Regions from separate parts of the Mus musculus genome. Here region 1 is linked to region 2. The links are chromatin contacts, called in public Hi-C maps. All regions are on one chromosome and are shown on one strand. The core of a region is the stretch at or near the end of the contact, and the rest is flanking DNA. Distances in the headings are between cores, read along the strand shown.

Evidence for each region. A called contact is a pair of places that touch in the nucleus more often than the background predicts.
Region 1: a Hi-C map of liver shows a contact between it and region 2, with 2.0 times the contacts expected there. The contact joins the promoter of Crebbp here to the enhancer-like site in region 2. A contact is called at or near these places in 22 of 39 promoter capture datasets (the 3T3-L1 cell line, 3T3-L1-derived adipocytes, the C10 cell line and 16 more), 1 of 15 datasets of contacts at CTCF or cohesin (the NIH/3T3 cell line), 26 of 484 Hi-C or Micro-C datasets (the G1E-ER4 cell line, the HPC-5 cell line, the MNK3 cell line and 18 more), 23 of 115 datasets of contacts at active chromatin or transcription factors (the 230-238 cell line, the NIH/3T3 cell line, the SCID.adh cell line and 15 more) and 3 of 9 other capture datasets (adipose tissue, liver and pancreatic islet).

The regions. Positions count from the first base shown.
Region 1 is chr16:4,211,528-4,215,288 of GRCm38.p6, forward strand. It overlaps Crebbp (CREB binding protein), which reads right to left and starts at 1,877. Exons shown (of 31, transcript NM_001025432.1): 1 at 1,612-1,877. The coding sequence starts at 1,696.
Region 2 is chr16:4,099,123-4,102,888 of GRCm38.p6, forward strand. Crebbp (CREB binding protein) reads right to left here. Exons shown (of 31, transcript NM_001025432.1): 20 at 2,436-2,516; 21 at 553-609. Among named protein-coding and RNA genes, the nearest start is that of Trap1, 23 kb to the left of the region's middle. Within about 2 kb of position 1,434, at least 7 of the 459 cell types and tissues checked have an H3K27ac peak or open chromatin away from gene starts, as enhancers often do. A contact at or near this core is called in cortical neurons and liver, where this site is marked.

The sequences.
Region 1 (3,761 bases), core at 627-3,126, 110 kb after region 2:
AAGAAGAGGAGGAGGAGGGAGAAAAGGAGGAAGAAGAAGAAGAAAAGGAGGAGGAGGGAGGGGAAAAGCCATCTTCTTTTGGGTTCCATCTTGTAAACCTCTGGATATATAAGATACTACAGGTCTTTTTGTGGTCTTATTAATTTGCCCCACTTCTAAGAAAAATCTTCAAGTTCACTCAGTAACAGCAAAGCTGAAGTCTTCCAGTTAGCAGTGTCAGAGGATAAACTTGAGGACAACACCTGCCTGGTATGATCTACATCTCACATGATTACAGTCTTCTGGCTCGAGCACAGCAACATTACTAAAGCAAGGGAGCTAGCTCTACTTTGCACAAGTGTGCTTAAACCACTGTTTCAACATTTTTCATCAATAAGATTTTTATGAAAATAAACATCAAACAACTTGTCATTTAAAAAGAAAAGTGACTTTTCCCTACCTACCTGTGAATTATTTATTTACTCCTTTCTACCACTCAACAAATTTTAAGTCAACAAAAATCTCCTGAAAAATGATGGAGGGAGAATACTCCCCTCTCATTTCTACATTAACATTCTCCTTTCATGACTGGATTTCAGGAGCACTTCAAACTGAAGCCGTGAAATCTAAGTTTTGTTTCAAAAGCAGAAATATTTTTAAATACACTTGTATAAAGTCACAGAGTTCCACAACTTGAACATCTGTATCTAGCGCCAATCTGCAGGCAGCAATGTAATTTGATTTGGACCCATTCATCAGAAACTGATTTTCAGATGCCGCTACAAGTACGTACTGGAAAAGTGCTAGCTGCGCTGAGCCGGCATTGTTCACAGCAGCATACGAGTTTATATTTCGAAGGAGAGCTTAAAAGGGGAAATACGAATAATTGGCAAGGTTATCAGAGCTGTCCAGAAGTACTCTGAATTACTGAATGAACAGGGAAGTCTTGGGTACCCGATCCGATCACCTAAGAAAGTTTGCACGGAAGCTATTTTGTGAGTTGGGGAAAAGATTTAAGATTATCTTGCTTTTCTCTTTCCCTGAAAGATTCAAAGTCCTTAATTTTTTAATTTTTCATCTCCAGTGTAAAACCATTCCAACCTCAAAGGCAGACTGGAGCCCAAATGGACTTTTAAAAGCCTGCTAGCTTCTTTTTAAGGTTACGTATGTAAATGAAAGACACCACAGCAACTTTGATGACAACTCGCACATGAGGTTTGGGGTTTTGGAGAAAAAAAAATACTAGGTGATCAAAAAAAAAAAAAAATCAAGACTTTCTAAATAACCACTAAGCGTTTTCCCAAGCAACACATTCCAAGAAACTTCTCCGTCGCAACTCGTCGCAACTAAGAAGGCAGCAGCTGTGTCCGCGACTGCACCGCCTAGAGTGGGGGGTCCGATCCTGAAAGCCCTCATTGCCTCTGGTCGCATTCTCTTACTCCAAACCTCCAAGGTCCCCTCCGCTGTCATCCCGGCCGGCCACGCGTGCGGACACTAGACCGCGCCCCCGCTTCACTTTTCCTCCCGACCAGGGAAGCGCATCCCAAGGCCCGGGACAGAGTCTCTGGCCACTGCGACCCTCAACCCCCTCCCTGCCCCGAACTCTGACAGCGAGCCTAGACCCAGCCTCACCTGTGTTGTCATTCGCGGAGAAGCCGGGCGAGCTGAGTTTGGCTCGTTTGGGGTTGGGCGGTCCGTCCAGCAAGTTCTCGGCCATCTTCACCTGCTCGCGGAAACAGCCCTGAGCGCGGGCGGCGCGACGCGGCCCGGACGGGGGTCGGGCCGGCGGCTGCGAGCAGGCGAGCCAGCGAGGAGCGAGCGCAGGAGCGCGGGCCGGGCCGCGGAGGGCGCAGGCCGGGTGGGGGAGGCGGCGGCCAAATCTCAGCCTCAGCAACAGCGCCCCGCAGCGCTCACCGCCCGCCCCCGGCCGCCGCCGCCGCCGGCCGCGGCCCCCTCATCCCCTGCCCGCCTCCCGAGCGCGACACTCCGCGGCCCGGGCACCCAAGCGGCCCGGCCGCCTCCGCGGGCCCGGCTGGCAGCGACGGCGCCCGGCCCCGCGGCTCAGGCGGCGCCCGGGAACATGGTGGTACCGCCGCCGCCTCGCCGCCACCCCCCCCCCCCGCGCGCCCCACTTAATGAATTCGCCCGCGGCCGGACGACCGGGGGGCTTTGGGCTCCGCCGCCCGCCCGCGGCCCGCCGCCGCCGTGAGGAAAAACAATGCGCCGAGCGGGGCCGCCGCCGCGCCGCGGCCCCCCCACCCCGTGCCGCCGCCGCCGCCGCCGCCGCCGCCGGGCTCCGGGAGGCCGAGACGAGAGGCGAGCGGGGCCGCCGGGGCGGGCGCCGAGGGCCGGGCGGAGCGGGCCGGCCAGGCGGAGCGGGGTGCGCGGGCGGTTGTGGGGCCCGGGACCGGCGGGGCCGAGTAGATCGCGCTCGAAGCCCCGGTCGGATCCGCGACAAGATGGCGGCTGTTGATTCCTCAATTAAAAAAAAAAAGAAAGTTTTTTTTCTTCTCTTTCCAGAGCCTGAACGGGGAGGGGGAGGGGGCGGGGCACGCTTGTACGTCACCCCCCCCGCGGCGTCACCACGCACGGCCCCCGCCCCGCCCCTCCACCTGCGCCGGCCGCGGCGGAAAGAGCCGAGCGCGCTCGGGTGGAAGGGTCGAAGGCACGGCGGCGATGCGTGAGGCGACGGGCTGCGGTGCTAGGCCCGGCCTGCGGGACGCCAAGTGCGCAGAGCAGACGGCCACTTTTGTTCTGACGCTGTCAGTAACGCGGCACGCGCGGGGAGGGCGCCCTGGGCTCGAGCCTAGACCCCCCCCCCCGCCAGGCTCGGAGTCAGCGCTGATCCGGGCCCAGCCCGTCCGGTCCCGCCCCGCCCCGGCAGCTCTGGCTCTTCGCAGCTCCTTGCTTGCGAGCCTCCAGGGTGACATCGGACTAAGAAGACGCCACCGCAACCTGCGCCTCTTCCCCGCGCCCTATGCTAGTAATGGCGAAGTGGCGCCTGCAGGTTACAGAGGGTCCTCGGGTCTGTGTGCAGATGGGGAAACTGAGGCAGGAAGGGGCAAAGCAACTTTCTCTAAGATCACTGAGGGAGAAAATGACAGGCCGAGAGTCCACCCCTTCCTTGTGCTTCCCAAGTTTGCAAGGGCACCGCAAGGCTCTTGAGCGCCCACTCCCAAGCCCAAAAACGATAGGGCCAGGTCCAATGTCCAACGCTGTCACCTGAAGGGAGAGGCTGTCAGCTCTACCTCCTGGATCTGAGATGGGCCCAGGTACCAAGACCAAGGGCTTCGATCTCCTAAGGGTACTCCTTACTTCGGACAACCACCCTGGCTTTGGCAGGTACCCAGAAAAATGTAGGATCACAGGGAGACCCTCTCACTTGGGTGTGCCACACACCTCCTCAAAAACTAAAGTTTTCCCATCTCTGTTAACACTCTCTCAAAACCTGCCAGCTTGACTCGGAAGTCCTTATCTTCCAGGTATCAGCAGCACCCCTATTTCCTAAGCGAGAAACCTGTGAGTCAGACCCCTCCTTCCCTCCCCATCCACCCACGATGCAGCTAGTCTCCCCCACATTCTTTACCTGAAGAATGAGCTCCTCCACCTTACACCGCAGCCACCTGCTGTGTTGTCCATCATGGTGCCTGCTGTCCTTTGACTGAGGCAACTTCTTACATAAACTTTTCTTGTGTTTCATGTTGTTCAGCACACAGCCACAAAACTACCTTTTGGGGGGGGGATCTCCCTTGGTGATCTTAGAGAAAGTTGCTTTGCCCCTT
Region 2 (3,766 bases), core at 184-2,683:
GCTCCTGAGTGAAGACAGTGGCACAAGACAGATTTTTAGATGGTGGACCCAAGATGTTTTCATTTTGGAATTTCTCTGGGATGATATTAGCACTTCAAGTTACTGCCTCTGTTTGTTACAGAGTAACCCTGAGCAGTCCTTAAAGATGCCTATGACCAGACTCTTGGGATGTCCAAAAAGAACTAAAACACCCACATAATCTTATCACTATTAAAATCCAGCAATAGGAGAATATGTTAGAGAAATCTACTTTGAATTTTAGATAACTTCCCAAAAGAAACCCCACTTTTATTATCCCATAATCTAATCACAGGTAATAACTTTCCTCATCTAAGATTCAAGGTAAAAAAAAAAGCCAGGTAGAGTAATGCAGACTTTTAATCCCATCACTCTTCAAGGTAAAGGCAATTTAGGATAACCAGAGACACAAAGAGGGAACCTATCTCAAAAACAAAGAAAAGAAAGAATAGAAAAACAAACAACAAAAGGTAGGTGTGTGTGTGTGTGTGTGTGTGTGTGTGTGTGTGTGTGTGTGTGTGTGTGTATACTCACGGTTCAGGATCTAAGGTATCATTTTTCTTCTTTTCAAATTGATCCTTGGAAATTGTCCTTATTTAAAAGAAAAAGAAAAATCTTTATTGACTCACATATATTTCTATACAAACTTTTTTTTTCCTAAAAATATGTTTCAAAAAACTATTAGCTTTACTCTAAAATTTAATTAAGACTCATCAGAATATGATGGCAAAATTGTGTTGAGATTTAAACATGTTTATTTTCATCAAGTTCATATGGTGCTAAGTTGAACTAAGACCACAGTGGAATGGCAACATACCCTCAATGCAAGGTGAGCATCCACTGAGGATATCCCATTTTGGAAGGGTGGATTATTTGGGTTTCAATTGAGTGTATGTGAACTACTTCTGTTGTATGCAATTATATAACTTTTTTTTTTTTGATGGTTGTTTCTTGAGGAAAAAAAAGGAGTACTTACGTGTGTGTGTGTGTGTGTGTGTGTGTGTGTGTACATGTATGCCACAGTGCTTGTGTGGAGATCAGGGAACAGTTTTGTCAAGTTGTTGGTTCTCTCCTTCCACCTTCATGTAGGTACAGGGATAAATTTCAGGTTGCCAGGCTTGCAAGGAAAGTACCTGTACCTATCAATTCATCGCACTGCCCCCTTTCTGCAGCTTTAGGTTTTATTCTAAGTCACATACAAAAACTTTCTAAGTTGGACATATGAATAGTATAGTACATGGTATCTGACACTTGTGCACACTGTGTACTCTTAAGTTAGACTAAACATACTAACCATCTCCAATACTTGGGGGAGGTGTGCAGAAAAACATTCAAACTCCTTCCTTGTAGGCTTTCTGAAATGTACAACACATAACTGCTATCTACAGTCACCATACTGTTCAAGAGGACTCCATAGCTTTTGCCAGTATCTAAGTGAACCTTAGCACTTATTGATCAGCCTTCTCCCATTCCTACCACCACCAATTCAATGATTAACTCCAATTAGACCAAAGAAATAAGATGACAAGGGTAACAGATTATTTCTGGAGCATAGATTTCCTGCTTTTTGAGACATAGTAACTCTGGAGCCAGACGTCCAACATGGACGATTAGGGAACTTAGTAGTAGAAAAAGAGAAACATAAAATGCCCAGCAGGCTAAAGGCAGATGTGCAGGCCAGCAGGCCTTTGGGTATTTCACAAAAGTCAAGTACACACTGTGGTTCTCAATTCTCTTGTTATGGTTTGGTTACACTGACACTCAAAAAGAACATTATCATAAGGTAAGCAGAGAAATGTAGGAATGAGTTAACATACATGCTGGATGCACCGACGTAGCAGACTCAGACCACCAGCAAGGCATGAGATATATATATATATATATATATATATATATTTTTTTTTTTACATTTACTAGAAAATGTGAATAGGGAATTTGAATCTAACCTGCATTAGCTCAGTTGCTTAAAAAGACCATAGGTTTAAAAGGTTCAGTATAACACCAAAAGTTTGGGTTTTTTTTTTTTTAAAGGTGGTGGTGGTGATATGTATATAATTTATTTTCTGTGAATAAGGCTGCCTGGCTTCTTAGATATAACTTGAGGTTGAACATTTTTTCAAGCAAAGGTTACCCATCACCCTGAAAAAAATCTATTTGTCAGTGAGATATATGAAGGTCAAGGACTAACTGAACTAATCCTGCCTCGAATGGAACAAGATGGAGAATCAGTGTTGCTGTTTGGCTGACACCTACACCTTGAAGTACAAGTATCTGTGTTCATGCAACCAGTTTATATTTAATGTGGGTATAGTCAATGTGAAGAAAAAGAAAACACAAATTGTACAAAACTCAAAATGGTACATTCTAGCTTCTTCTTTAGTCATGAACATAAGGAAGGATGACAAGATCATACTTACGTCTGAGGTTGGGAAGGGTCGTCACCCAGGGTCACATTCTCGCCCTGGATCTCTGTGAAACACTTCTCACAGAAATGATACCTGTCAGCAAGAAGGCCATACTTGGGTGAACTGGTCCATCACAACATACAGCCACCCAAGCAACGAAGCCACCAATCAGAGCAGGGCAGAGCACCACGACGAAGGGGGGGCGTTGTTGGTTGATTGATGGGTCAGTGAGGACAATGGAAGGAACAGGGGCAGGTGGGGAAGGGCAGAATTAGAGAACAGGGAAGGGGACAAATAGCACAGACACAGAGGTAAGACGCAAACACCAGACAACACAGAGCAGAAAGCCAAGGCAAAGCATTGATTAGCATTCGGTCTCATTGCACGCATCATAGGCCATCATCACTAACAACGACAGGTTTGATCCGGCTCCAAAATGCAAATGCTTTCAAGAAGTGAATACTAGGATTGCATGGAGCCTAAATTTAGAAATCTGAATTTTGTTATAAAAATCAAATATTGAGCCAGGGTTTAAAATAGAAAATTTTTCTTTCAACAACAGGATGATAAAAAAGCCTTTAAAAAGCAAGTTAAACTGGAATAGCTTTAGTTTTCAAAATGGAAATTTTATGCTTGACAGCATCAGAAGTTTTATTTCCAGTATTAAGCCAGATCTTTCAATGTGTGACAATGTTGAGCACCCAGAACCATTTTTTGTAGTTGTTATTTTTCTTATATCAATCACTGAGTTAATAATTATGTTACAATACAAATGAAACCAAATCCATATTCTAGACAAACACTTAACAGAAATGCAGTCAGGGTCAAAGACTTTCCAGCCATTTATTAATAAAGATATACAGAGAAAAACTGTGATATATTGTATAAACAATACAATATATACAAACCCACAAACAATTTTGAAATGTTTTGATTCATTTCTAAGCTTTGATATGAATGTTGGTACTGGGACCAATCATTCATCTTGAGATAATGGCGAATGACTGTTCTGACTTGGTAACAACCCAAGTTAAGCAAATTTAGAGAGTTAATCTTTAAATAGCACAATCTGCATTTGAAAAATTCTCCATCATCCCAATTTCTTATATGATAATAATATAGAGCCTGGGCTCATGCTGGTAAGTGAATACAATTAAAAATAAAGACTATTAAATGTTTGGAAAGGACATGAATGAGAAGTTAACAAAAAGCAGGTGGATTCTCCATAAAACAAGATGAGCACACAAAAATACTATAAAATAAACAAGCTGAGTGGAGGTAAATTACACAGGAAAAAGATGAGCATAAGCTAGCAGCAGCAGTACAATCAAATGCAGGGTTAG